3 separate regions of the Mus musculus genome follow, and regions 1 and 2 are each linked to region 3. The links are chromatin contacts, called in public Hi-C and HiChIP or PLAC-seq maps. All regions are on one chromosome and are shown on one strand. Each heading gives the region's core, a stretch centred on a gene start, on an enhancer-like site or on the middle of the called end of the contact. The rest is flanking DNA. Distances are from core to core; before and after follow the strand shown. Region 1 overlaps Pde7b (phosphodiesterase 7B). Region 2 has its middle 120 kb from the start of Pde7b. Region 3 holds the start of Pde7b (phosphodiesterase 7B).

Region 1 (3,750 bases), core at 1,153-3,652, 120 kb before region 3:
ACCAATGGAATATTCACTAACACTAGCCACGTGCTGGACACTAACAGAGTGAATCCGTGCCAGAGATTGCTGGCCATCTGAGATGTGGGCATCTCACCAGGCAATGGCAGTTTTGATGTTACACATGGGAATAAGGAAAGAGAACACAGCTTGTGCAGGAGACACAGGGAGGATGGATCTTTAGAGGCAGGAGATTTCAAGGAGGAAAAGATGTGCCAGATGAGATCAGAGGTTGAGTGAGCCAGAGTGGACCCAGAGATTATATTCCTTACACTTGAGCAGAATACACCACATGATAACGCTTTTGATTACAAATGGGCAAGAGGCATAGTGTGTGGAGACCTGAAGCAAGACATACCTTATATCGCTCGTCTCTGATTGTATATTTTGTTTCAGAAATGGTCACATTTTAAGAGATCACATGCTTTGCTTAGTTATTTTCTATTTTGCCTGGGAGAATGTAGACATTTTTATTTGCTTTGGTCATCTTCTGCATTCGGGTACCTGGCATATATTCACAAATATTCATTGAATGAATGGAGGAATGAGAGATATGTCAGAGAAATGAAAAGTATTTCTGATTTGTGATTTACTGAGGCTGGAAAGGGATATGGTGGGAAAAAGGGCTTGGTAGAAGGAAGGGGATATAGTGGGAAGAAACCTGTACACAAGGTCTGGCTATTTACACAATCTTGGAGATCATCTTTAACAGGAGTCTGCGTGGTCGGAGTTGGGTTTGAGGAAACTCCTCGTGGCTGCACAGTAGGGAAAGTATTGTGACCACGCAAAACCCAGTAATGTGGTTACACAGAGGCAGGGAGATGTCTGTGTCCTGAAACAGGGAAATCAAGGGTCACATCAGACCCTTTCTAGGAACACAGAGATGACAATGGCTTGCCCTGCTACTGGAGCAGCCCTGCTGTGATGGGCGGATCTGACCTTCACAGCGGCTCATCCCATAGTCCCAGAAAAGTAAACTGAGAGGAAGAAGTCAAAGTTCAGAAATGACCAGTGGGCTGTGAACATATGATAGGACGATCCCACCCTCATGTCCCTGATACCCTAGCCAGTTTGGGAAAATACATCAGGCAGTGATCTGTCTGCCCTAGAGAAGGGTCAGTTCATCAATTTCACGTCATCCCAGTGACAATATGTATTCATATCTCAGACTCCACACATTTGCAGTTTTAGAATAGTCTTTAAATTTTTTTTTTACCTATTATCTAGTGTATGTGTGTGTGTGCACGTGCACGCGTGCTGTGTGTGCGTGTGTGCGAGGTAGCCTTCTGTGCATGTGCATCTAGAGCTTACTGACTGACCTTAGGTCCACGAGAGTGGCAGAGTCTCAGGGTTCCTCGGCTTCCCCCGTGCTGGGGTTAACCAGCTCATGTGGGTGCTGGGGATTCAAGTGTTGCCTCTCATACTTGCCTGGCAACCAAGCAAACCATCTCCTGAGCCCAAGAGTAATCTTTCCCTTAATGCTGAAGGCATAAACTTCCACCTTTGTGGCCCGAAGAACTATTAGAATTTTAATCTGGAAAACCAAAACCCTTACCACATTGAAGGCAAAACAACCTCCCCTCTCTTTTTCTTTTCTGAATTACCAATTACAGTATGTCGCAGAGACAAAAACAATCTCTTTGATTGCTGACATTTAATAAACCACCAACACAGGTTTTCAAATTAAATCAAGAGGCTGCCTGTCAAAGAGTATGTGAAACAGCTGAATTGTTGCCATGTAAGGTAGCTTGCCTGCCTGCCTGCCTGCCTGCCTGCCCGCCTGCCCGCCCTCCCCCCACCTCCCTCCTTCCCTCCCTCCCTCCTTCCTTCCCTCCCTCCCTCCCTCCCTCCCTCCCTCCCTCCCTCCCTCCCTCCCTCCCTTCCTTCCTTCCTTCCTTCCTTCCTTTTTCTTTTTTTCTTGTTGTGGTAATGGGGCTTAAACCTAGGGCCTTGTGCAGCCAGGCAATCTCTCTACAACTGAGCTATAGCCCCAGTTTTCCTTTTCCTTAATATTTTGACACAGGGTCTCTCTAAATTGCCCAGGCCAGCCTTGAACCTTCAATCCTGCTGCTGCCATCTCCTTGGGTAGCTGGGATTGCAGGCTGTGCCACTGTGGCTGGCTGTTCCCATTCTACTTACTGGATGCTTTTTCTGATGGGAATACTTAGAGTGATGTTGATAAACTGAGAGTCTGGTATCCAAAGAGGTCAGATGTGTCCCCTCTTTTAAATCTCGAGGTTGCGGGAAGAAAAACAACATCGTGGATCCTGTCTGTGTTTTCATTCTTAATTGCTCACAAAATGACTCTGGAAATAACAGTTTCTGCCTGGCTCTCGCCTAACAAACCGAATGGTCTCCTTGGAGACACCCCTAAGGCCTCGTCTGGGTGTCTCGGAGGAAGAGGTGCATCTTGAGTTCAAGATAAGATCTTGGTCGTTGACAAACCTCTCGCCCTGCTTTAGAGCTGCTTGACTCTTCTTTCCTTCCTTCATATATATAATCTGCTCAACCCAATCTTCCTCACGGAGTTTAATATTCTACCCAGAATACCTTTTATCCTGCAGAAGTTATAAGACTATGAATAATCTTTCTTTCTAACTACATATTTGAGGAGCAGCCATAGAGACATTGCTCCTGGACTGTCAGCCTGGTGTGTGTGCGTGTGTGTGTGTGTGATTTAGTCATTTAAAATAAAAGGGAAGCCAGGCAATGGAGGTGCATGCCTTTAATCCCAGAACCCAGGCAGGAAAGGATCTCTGAGTTTGAGGCCAGCCTGGCCTAAGTCTCTACAAAATGAGTTCCAGGGCAGCTAGGGCTGCACAGAGAAACAGTGCCTCCAAAAATCAAACCAAACTAACGAACTAACACACTACCCATCTGGAGTTTAAATTGTTAACCCACACCCCCAATTGCCTGAAGCAAATGGCTAGATAAACCACCTACACTTCTGCTAAATATCATAGAATGGGATAATTGTAAAGTTTTATGGGAGATTTAATCATTAAATTATCTATGTAGCGATCTTTATGTAGTTAATACGTAGATAGAACCTATCAAGAAGAAGTGCATTTTAATGAAACTGGAGTCGACTCTCTTTGTAATTGTGGTAACCACTCTTAAATCTGTTTTTTTGAGACAGGGTTTCTCTGTGTAGCCCTGGCTGTCCTGGAACTCACTCTGTAGACCAGGCTGGCCTCGAACTCAGAAATTCACCTGCCTCTCCATTCTTAAATCTGATGCATACACTTTGCAGGTCACCAAGCCTCTCTGTGACTCTGTGTGTATGATGATGAATAACGTTGGCACGTAGGACCATAGACAGTGACTGCGGGGGCGTTCCTCTCACATGCTTCCGTCCCTCGCCTTCCTCTCACGTGTTTCCGGTCCTTCTTGATCTACCTTCCTTGACATCTGACTGCTTTCACTCCGAGTGAGGCGCTGGGCAGGAGTGCCTGCACATTGCCCCTGATTGGCAAGTCAGTTTGAGAACCTGGTCTAGACTGCAGACGATGAGATGGGCGGGTGCCCTCTGCTGACCCCACCTCCACTTCAGCTGCCCTGGCTCTCACCTTATCTCAGGTCAAAGGCATGCGCTGCCCGCCGAGTGGGGCGTTATGCCATGGTCTGCATCAGAACTGAAGGAGGAGGCCATCAGAGGGAGGAGCAGAGGCAGTCTTACACGTTATTTACAGTCAGTCTGGACGACAGTGAAGTCAGGCACAGGGTGTTCACACAGCTGCATAAATTATG
Region 2 (4,152 bases), core at 1,645-4,144, 130 kb after region 3:
TATACAGAAGGCTAGGAACATGGTCTCTGACCTACATAGACTCTTTGGAGATCTCTGTATGTACTACAAAATACAAAGAAGTACAGAAATGCATTAACATTTTTGTTGACATCATGATAGAAAATAATACCATGCCCCTGTACACTTCTAGATGACTTTATATATAGTATTTGATAAAGTTTAATAGGACTAATGTGTTATTAGGAGATCTTGAGATGGTTTAGGATCTTTTACAAGGAAGTTGGTTAGGAATGTTATTTCAGTGGTTCTCAACCTGTGGGTCAAGACCCCTTTTGGGGTCGAGTAACCCTTTCACTGGGGTCGCATATCAGATATCCTGCATACCAGATATTTACATTGTAATTCATAACAGTAGAGAAATTAAGTTAAGTAGCAATGAAAATAAGTATATGGTTGGCAGGGGATCGCCACAACATGAGGAACTGTATTAAAGGGTCACAGCATTGGGACCCATTTCTTATCAGAGTGTCCGTTCACACAGGAAGAAAGTGAATCAAAGCTATTTATTGCTTATAAGAATGTCTAGATTTTCAGGAATGCAATTTTTGAGAGCAAGTCCATGAGTAATGTGAGGTCCATGCTGCAGAGATGGAATTTCTAGGCCACTGCCACCTTGACTTTACGTTATTTAATTCTGTGTTTGTCAGGAGGTGACATAAACAGATTCAGCCCCTGATGGACTCCGAGGGGGTGTCCTGGCAGCATCTGCTTTATTTCTGGGTGGATACATCCCCACGTTCTGACTTATCACAGGGCCGGCTGCTTGTTCTACTTGGCAATCATTGAATTTTTGACAAAGCAAATAGTCTGGCCTCAACAACCTCGAAAAAGTCCAGTTTAAACAGAGAATTCCTGCCCATACCATGTGGTATTTAAATATAAATAAGACATTTGGTGTGATATGAACAAACCCAGGAGCAGAACAATTTAATCCTGAGGACCTCTTATTTAGTTGCTAATATTTTTTTATAAAATATGTTTTATTGAAATACAAAAGGGAATCATAATAATTAATTTATAATTTGTTTTATGTTTTGCTTTGGGAAATTACAAGTTGTTTTCTGACGTACTTCTCATGTATCTTACCTTTTAATGTTTGTGTAATAATTCTCCTAAGAACACTTTTCAGTATACTCGTTTTTAATTTCCATGACCACTCAAGCCCAGCGATGCCATTAAACTCCATCCCCCAATTCTTCTAAGCATATCAGTCTTTATATACGAAATTCCCTTACAATCACTTTTAACAGGAACTCAGTATTTTGATTCTATTTTAATCAAAATAGATGCTGTCGTTTACAGCATTTCTAGATCAGTTTGGGTCGTGCAGACTACAGTGGAAATTCCAAAGACTCAAAATTCCTTTGGATTGACATCATCCCTAAAATATACTGAGAGATTCCTAAATATCAGAGGCATTTTTCCATGCCCCTGTCCTACAATGCTATATTGTGTTTCTTTGCATTATGTTCCTGGAGGAAGTGTGCTGCAGAGGAAAAATGCACTGAGCAGGAAACGCAGGCCGTAGAGTTGAAGCGTTCTGCGGTCGTGTGATCTTAGGCAAGTGACAACCACTTGTTTTTCTCAGTAACATCGCACTGATAGAGACTGCGCTCAGACAGCTCTTGCAAGGATGGAATGGGCAGGAGTCCTTTAACTCCATGTCTGTCAGGAGGAGCAGATGGAGCTGAACGCTGCTTTGTACATCAATGCTTCAGATTGCCAAGTAACAGCCCTTACTTAAAACTCACAGCAATCAGGCATCAATAAGCACATTTCTTTTAAAAGAAGATGCACAGAATTAGGTGTCTATGTGTTGGCTCGTGTGTGGGTTTGTGTCCGTGAGTGTAGGCGCCCATGGAAGTCAGAAGAAGGTGTCAGATCCCTTGGAGCTGGAGTTACAGGTAGTTGTGAGCTGTCTGATATGGGTACTGGAAATCAAAGTTGGGTCCTTTATAAGAGAGGTCCCTACTCCTGCTGAGTCAGCTTTCCAGCCCCAGCTAAACACTGTTTGGATACGAACAAGCCACCTTGGTAGAAATTGAAGCCAGGTTGAGGACCAAGTGCTGCTTGACCAGCTTTTGAGCAGTTTTATCTTCTGATTCTCACATTCCTAGTCAGCAGAGTTCTACCAACAGCGCCTCAGAGAGTTGCTATGTGGACTGAGCCGATGCATGCCTTTCCAATGTTGAGAGCCATGTGCCTAAGCTACTGTCCTTAGAGTCTTTATTTTGTTTGACTTTATCAGGAAAGAAGAGCTGGGAACCAAATATGAGTTACCTTTTCTTGTTAGAGAAGTCCTCTAAAATATATTCAACACATGCTGTGCCCAAGATACACAGATTACAGATGTGATAAAAAATTTAGGGTTCAAGTAACAGTTATATTATCTAGGTATCTGTCTGGATCCTAGAACTTAGGAGGCAGAGACAGAGGCAGGCAGATTTCTGTGAGTTCAAGGCCAGCCTGGTCTACAAAGTGCATCCAGAACAGGATATAGAATAGCCAGGGCTATTACACAGAGAAACCCTGTCTCAAAGAACCAAATCAAACAACAACAACAACAACAACAACAACAACAACAAACACCAACAATGTTACTTGAAGATTCCTTCAATCATCTCAAATGTTCTATTTTCATAGACCTGTCCCATTTCACTCGCCGTGTACGAAAGGGAGCTTGCCTTATTTTCCACACGAGGTCTGCTGACTCAGGGGACAAAAAAGAACAAATTGTGTAATTTGAGTTGAGAGCAATCATTTTTGCAGTTGTTCTTTTAAAAAAGAAAGAAAGGGAAAAAAATCCTCACATAGAGAGCCAAAACTTGCTTAGAGACCTGTGAGCTCTGCTGCCATTGACGTCACTTGGAAGTTGTGTGGGCAGAAATTGGCTGACTTCCTCCAGTGTGTCTTTTGAAAGCTGAACATACTGGAAAAAAGGCAGTCTTTTAATCTCAAACAACAGTGGGGAGAAAAGTCTCACAAACAGCTCTCCTGTTTATAGCCAAACACCTATCTGAGCACTGTGCTCCTGCGATGAATTTTCTCGGAGCTCAGCCAGGGAGGGATATTCTCCATGTCTGAAATGGTGAACATACAATGTGTAAGTGGAAATTCCTATTTGGATATGGAAACTGAAACTTAGAGGGTTCCAGAATCATTCGTAAGGCCACCAAAGGCCTGCAGCTGGAGTGAACCCCTCACATTCTGTTTTCTAGACCCTTGTAGAGTTCATGATGGGCAGTGGTATTCCTGTACACTTGTCTTCATTATACAGACTCTAGGAGCCAAAGTGCGTATTCATGAGAGCCAGTAGCTTGTCTACTGCACGTCACTAATAGTCGTGGAAACAAGCTAGGCAGAGTCTGTTGACATTGAAGAAAACCTGGAGACAGTTGGGGATCACAAAATGCTGCCCCTAGATAGTGCCATAGATTAAGGTACTTGTACCAGGAACTTCCTTAATTCTAAGTGTTTTGCTCTCCAAGGGCCCTGCTTGGGGGATAAGAAGAAGGCAGTGCCTCAACTGCACTTCACCATCTAGATTTATTCTTATAAAGATCTGGTCCCCACTCATTAACTCAATCATTGAAAAAGTCTATATTAAAAGTCTATTTTGGAGCCTGGGAGATGCTCAGTTGGTAAAGTGCTTACCTTGCAAGCTAGAGGGCCTGACTTCAATTTCTTGAACCCGTGTTTAAAAAGTGCACTCTTGGAATTCCAGTGCTCAGAGAAGCAGAGGTAGGCAGATCTCTGGAGCCTGCTGGCCAGCCAGCCAGCCTGGCTTGCCTCATTGGCTAGTTTCAGTCCAGCAAGAGACCCTGTCTCAAATATTATTTTAAAATTAAAAGGCAGATGGTCCCTGAGGAGCAGTCCATAAGGCTGTCCGATGATTTCTATGTTAACACACATGTGTGTGCAGGGATTCACATTCCAAGCAACAAGTAGTCATAGCCCACATAGACTTTGAATCAGGTTGTAAGCAATCAGCTACAGAGAGCGTTTTCAAATTCAAATTCTGAAGATCCATTTAATAAAGATGTATGACTGTTATTTCTCCTACCAAAAAAAATGAATCACATATCACATATTCTAGGTTGTCAACCCCAACGGCCTCTCATCTCACTACAT
Region 3 (4,110 bases), core at 744-3,243:
CAGTCTCATTGCAGGCCAGGTGAAGCAGATGTGGTGTGAGTTAGGAGATGGCAAGGGGCAAGGGAGGAACCAGTGGGGAGGTGTGAGAGGCTCAGGGTCAGGCATCAGTCCACATGACATGTAAAGAATTATGTGCGACTTTCCCTCACAGACAGGCTGGCAAGAGACGAGTGTGGACGGTTTATGAAGGGGAGTCATTTGAAATACGAACTTTAATCATCTCAGTCAGCTACACGAAGCAAGGGTTAGCACAGCTGTGGTGCCTTGCTTGCATCCACTGCCTAGGTGGCTTCACTCTCCCTTTCCCTGCTACATGACATATGAATGGCTTTCCCATTACCTCATTTCTTCTGACCAAGACCCACTTCCATTGGCTTCCCACTTGCAGATGCCACACAACCTCAGGCCACTGCCTCACTTTTCCTTCCTCAGTGCCCAGATACTCATCGTTCAGTAAAGAGCATTAGTTTCTTTTCTTCCTCCCAGACTCCCCCCCCCCCGCCCTGAGCATTACTTTTTAATAATATTCTTTATCAACGATTGATTTGGCAACTTAATGGAAAAACGAACGACAAACCTCTCTGCAATAAGTTATCTAAAACAAAACCAGGGGAATTTTTATTCTCAGCCCATTTCCGTGAGAAAAAGGGAGATGATTTTTGGTCTGTCTTTCTGCCTGTCCCATCGCTCAGTGCCGATGGCATGTCAGGATTCTGCTGCACGGAGATGGCCGGGACATAAAAGGCATAAACACACTCCTATGACTTCTCCAAGAACCCACTTCTTTTTACTCACCAACAGATTCCCCAGAGGAAGGGAGCACCCAGCCACCAGTTGTGGCATTTGCAGTTTAAGAGCCCCCAACGGTATCTTGGCTCCCCTCCCCATTAGACACACAGGAAAGATCCAACTGACTGTCCCATCCCAAACAGCACATTCTTATGACATGAAAAAGCCCTTCTGACTCATCATCACCACACTTGTGGATGACCTGAGCTTTCTTCATCTCTGTAGGGGTATTATTCATCGCTTGCCCAAAGAGGAAACTGAGGCAGAGTAGTTGAGTAACTTGCAAGGATTGAGAAAGCCTGCAGACCACACTCAGTTCTAGGAGCACAATACACATCACATGTTGCATGGTTGAAAACTGGAGGATACATTTTTTACTTAAAGACATGCACATAGCAACCTAAAGGAATTACTCTTTTGGAGACTCTGCTAACTATGGACAGGAAATATTGGAGTAGGATGGACATTAAAGAGAATCCGATTGCACTCTCTGCTGTTGGGGTCCGAATCGCAGAAGGTTTGACCTGGTTAAGTCCGCAGGGCAAGCCTGCAGCAAACTGACCCGTATTCTAAGTTTGTTGATTTCCATTCTAATACTCCTGCATCTATCACGCTCAACATAGAGATGCTTTTACAACAGAACAAACATTTGTAAGTTAGCCCTTGAACCCTGTCCATACAGCTTGCCTCCCTTCCTTGACCCAAGTACTGGACCCAGAGTGATGAGACCTGTCCGGGTTACCTTCTGCACTCCACAGTCAGTTTACCTGGGAAGCTGTGGGAAGCATCTTCATTTTCCAGAATGCCTCTCGGTTTGGTTGCCTGTAGCTCACTTTTGGACTTCCAAACCAGCTTTACCATCCTGATCATCTCTGGCAAGTCCCAGGGTAGCGGCCCCTGCTGGCACCCCGGCCTGCTGCTGAGGGAAGAGGGTAGCACAGCTTCTGGGGCCGTCCACCTCCTGCCTAGTTCTGCAGAGTGGAAGTACCGCTCTAGCACAGGCATTCTGCCCTGTTCCCCAGAAGAAGAGGTAGGGCTGCCGCCGTCGCTGCTGCTGCTGCTGTTCCTGCTGCTGCTGCTGTTGTTGTTGCTGCTGCTGCTGCCACCAGAGGGGAATTTCTTCCCGGGCAGCTGCAGGCAAACCCGCGTGAAATCCTCTCCAGCCTTGGAAAGACAAGCCTCCTCCAGCCTGGCACAGCCTTTCTGGCTTTCCCAGCCCCTGCACAAAACACTGGCGACGAGATGAGAGAGACGAGACCGCTGCACCGCCTAAGGTTCCTCACTGCTGAGTCTCTGGACTCCTTCCTTCCTTAGAGATACAGCGCATTTTCCTCTTCTCTCCCAGGCACCGAATTCACAGCACTTAATTAATCCCAGGCTACAGCTGGAACGACAGCGGGAGTGGGGAAAGCCATGGAGGAGGCTTCAGCCTTCGCCTTCCCTCTTCTTCCTCTTGTTTTGTTTTCTGGGAGCTTTTTTCCCTTTTTTTTTTTCTTTTTTTTTCTTTTTTCTTTTTGCTGCTTGTCAAGTTTGTCAAGTGGCTTAGCAGTGAAAGACTTCAGGCAAAGACTTGGGGCCCCGCTTTGCGTGACTCTTTGAGCGCCCCCCCCCCCCAGACTAGTTATCTGGAAGCGTCAGGTGAGGGGTCAATCTATGGCACAGGAAGCCTAGAAGCTTCCCAGACTCTGGTCTTGCAAATCACAAGGAACTTTGAGCAAAAAACCGGGAAGCTGAGCTCTGGCGTGCCTCCGCAGCAGCCTTCCCTCAGGAGGGCCTGGTGGGGGGCCTGCCTTGTCTGTTCACAGTGCGGCACAGGATGGGGGTGGCTGGATCCCAAGGACCACAGTTCAAACACTCTCCTTCCTCCTTCCAGACCCCACCCACTCTACTGTCAAAGTTCTCTGCAAACTAACCGGGTTTTGGTCCATTAGTCAAATCCCTTTGTAACCTCAGCTGCCCTTCAAGTTGGAAGGAAATAACATTGAATCACATTCCAAAGCTGACTGGAAAGAAGTGGATTAGGGAAGTGTCAGAGTCCTTATGCATATGCACAGGGTGTCTGTTTAGCTTGGACACGTGGATCGGGATGGTTAAAAACCCATTTTCAAAGGGCAGTCATCATTTTAAAGGGTGTTAGTAGGGGGTCATAAATGGCCTGAAAAAGAAAGTGTGGCTGGTTCTTTTCAAAGAGACCACACTGTGGGCTTAATATCTGGGCCACTGACTACTGCGTTCCCCACCCCAGAGCGGAGAATTGAGGACAACTGTGGGCCAGGCCTCTTGTTTCCTGAGGTTCAGAGATGAAGGCGCTGACCCTGGAAGTCAGAGCCAACACGGCAACAGAGATGCCCCCTGTCGCTTATGTGAAAGGCCTTGGACATAAAGGAAAGTGGGGTGGTATTGGCTTGGCGTTTTTGCCAGCAAATTGGGTTTGTAGGAACAATTTGAACTTGTACATTCACTCAGAAAGGCCCTGTTTTCTTGAAAGACATTGTAACAATCCTGTCTTCCTCCAGGCTCAGTGTCTCTGTGTTGCAAAGGCCTTTGTTTTGCTTGGCTCTTTATTTTTGCTGATGTACAAGTTGTTGCTCCCGCTCTACATTCCTATGGCTGGTTGATCACACGATCCTTTGATGTTTCTTTAGGGGAGCATGGAGGAGATTTGGGGCCATCTCAGGCTGTTTTATTCTCACTGTTCTGCCTTCCTTGTGTACTCTGTTTTCAAAGTTGAAAGCAGTAAAGCCCATCACATTTTTTCTTTGTTACTCTTCTAAAACTATGCTTAGTTAATAAGTTTGATTTTTAATAATGAATTATTTTTTTCTCTTCTCTTTTCTTATGGATAAAAAAGTATATTGTGAACTTGCTTTCTTTCCTAGTAGATGAAAAAGGTCAATACCTCTCTCTCTCTCTCTCTTTCTCTCTCTCCCTCTCCTCCCCTCTCCCTCTCTTTCTCTCTATCTATCTATCTATATGAGTGACTACTTTTCTGAGAATTTTATATTAAAATATTGCAGCTTTTCTATAACAACGACATATTCATACAACCCAATAGGCAGAAATCAGTGATCCACTCTATCTGACAGATGTCTTTCTTTAACTCCCTCTGTTGAGATAAAAGCATTTATAAAGCAATTGGATGTGTCTGCAGTTTGACAGCTCTTCCATTAGACTCAGGGCGTCAAGCACCGCAGGAATCAGAGACTTCTATGTAACAAGCACATCTAGATGGCTGTCACACTCCGCGCCACACTTCCTAAATAATGTCTTAACCTCATTCCTCAGTCACAATCCTCCCTGACTTGAAGGGTTTCCTAAGTG

Evidence for each region. A called contact is a pair of places that touch in the nucleus more often than the background predicts. HiChIP or PLAC-seq counts read pairs in DNA pulled down with a chosen protein or histone mark.
Region 1: a Hi-C map of olfactory sensory neurons shows a contact between it and region 3, with 1.8 times the contacts expected there. The contact joins the enhancer-like site here to the promoter of Pde7b in region 3. A contact is called at or near these places in 5 of 484 Hi-C or Micro-C datasets (embryonic stem cells, olfactory sensory neurons, uterus and 1 more) and 2 of 9 other capture datasets (adipose tissue and pancreatic islet).
Region 2: a contact with region 3 is called in an H3K27ac HiChIP or PLAC-seq map of heart atrium, with 12 read pairs. The contact joins the enhancer-like site here to the promoter of Pde7b in region 3. A contact is called at or near these places in 3 of 484 Hi-C or Micro-C datasets (CD4 T cells, cortical neurons and uterus), 2 of 115 datasets of contacts at active chromatin or transcription factors (fibro-adipogenic progenitors and heart atrium) and 3 of 9 other capture datasets (adipose tissue, liver and pancreatic islet).

What each region holds. Positions count from the first base shown.
Region 1 is chr10:20,427,964-20,431,713 of GRCm38.p6, forward strand. All of the region lies in intron 7 of Pde7b (phosphodiesterase 7B), which reads right to left. Among named protein-coding and RNA genes, the nearest start is that of Mtfr2, 82 kb to the left of the region's middle. Within about 2 kb of position 2,403, at least 7 of the 459 cell types and tissues checked have an H3K27ac peak or open chromatin away from gene starts, as enhancers often do. A contact at or near this core is called in olfactory sensory neurons, where this site is marked.
Region 2 is chr10:20,671,102-20,675,253 of GRCm38.p6, forward strand. It overlaps a transcript of Pde7b not described here. Among named protein-coding and RNA genes, the nearest start is that of Pde7b, 120 kb to the left of the region's middle. Within about 2 kb of position 2,895, at least 53 of the 459 cell types and tissues checked have an H3K27ac peak or open chromatin away from gene starts, as enhancers often do. A contact at or near this core is called in adipose tissue, cortical neurons, fibro-adipogenic progenitors and 3 more, where this site is marked.
Region 3 is chr10:20,546,335-20,550,444 of GRCm38.p6, forward strand. Pde7b (phosphodiesterase 7B) reads right to left here and starts at 1,994. Exons shown (of 12, transcript NM_001347366.1): 1 at 1,557-1,994. The coding sequence starts at 1,794.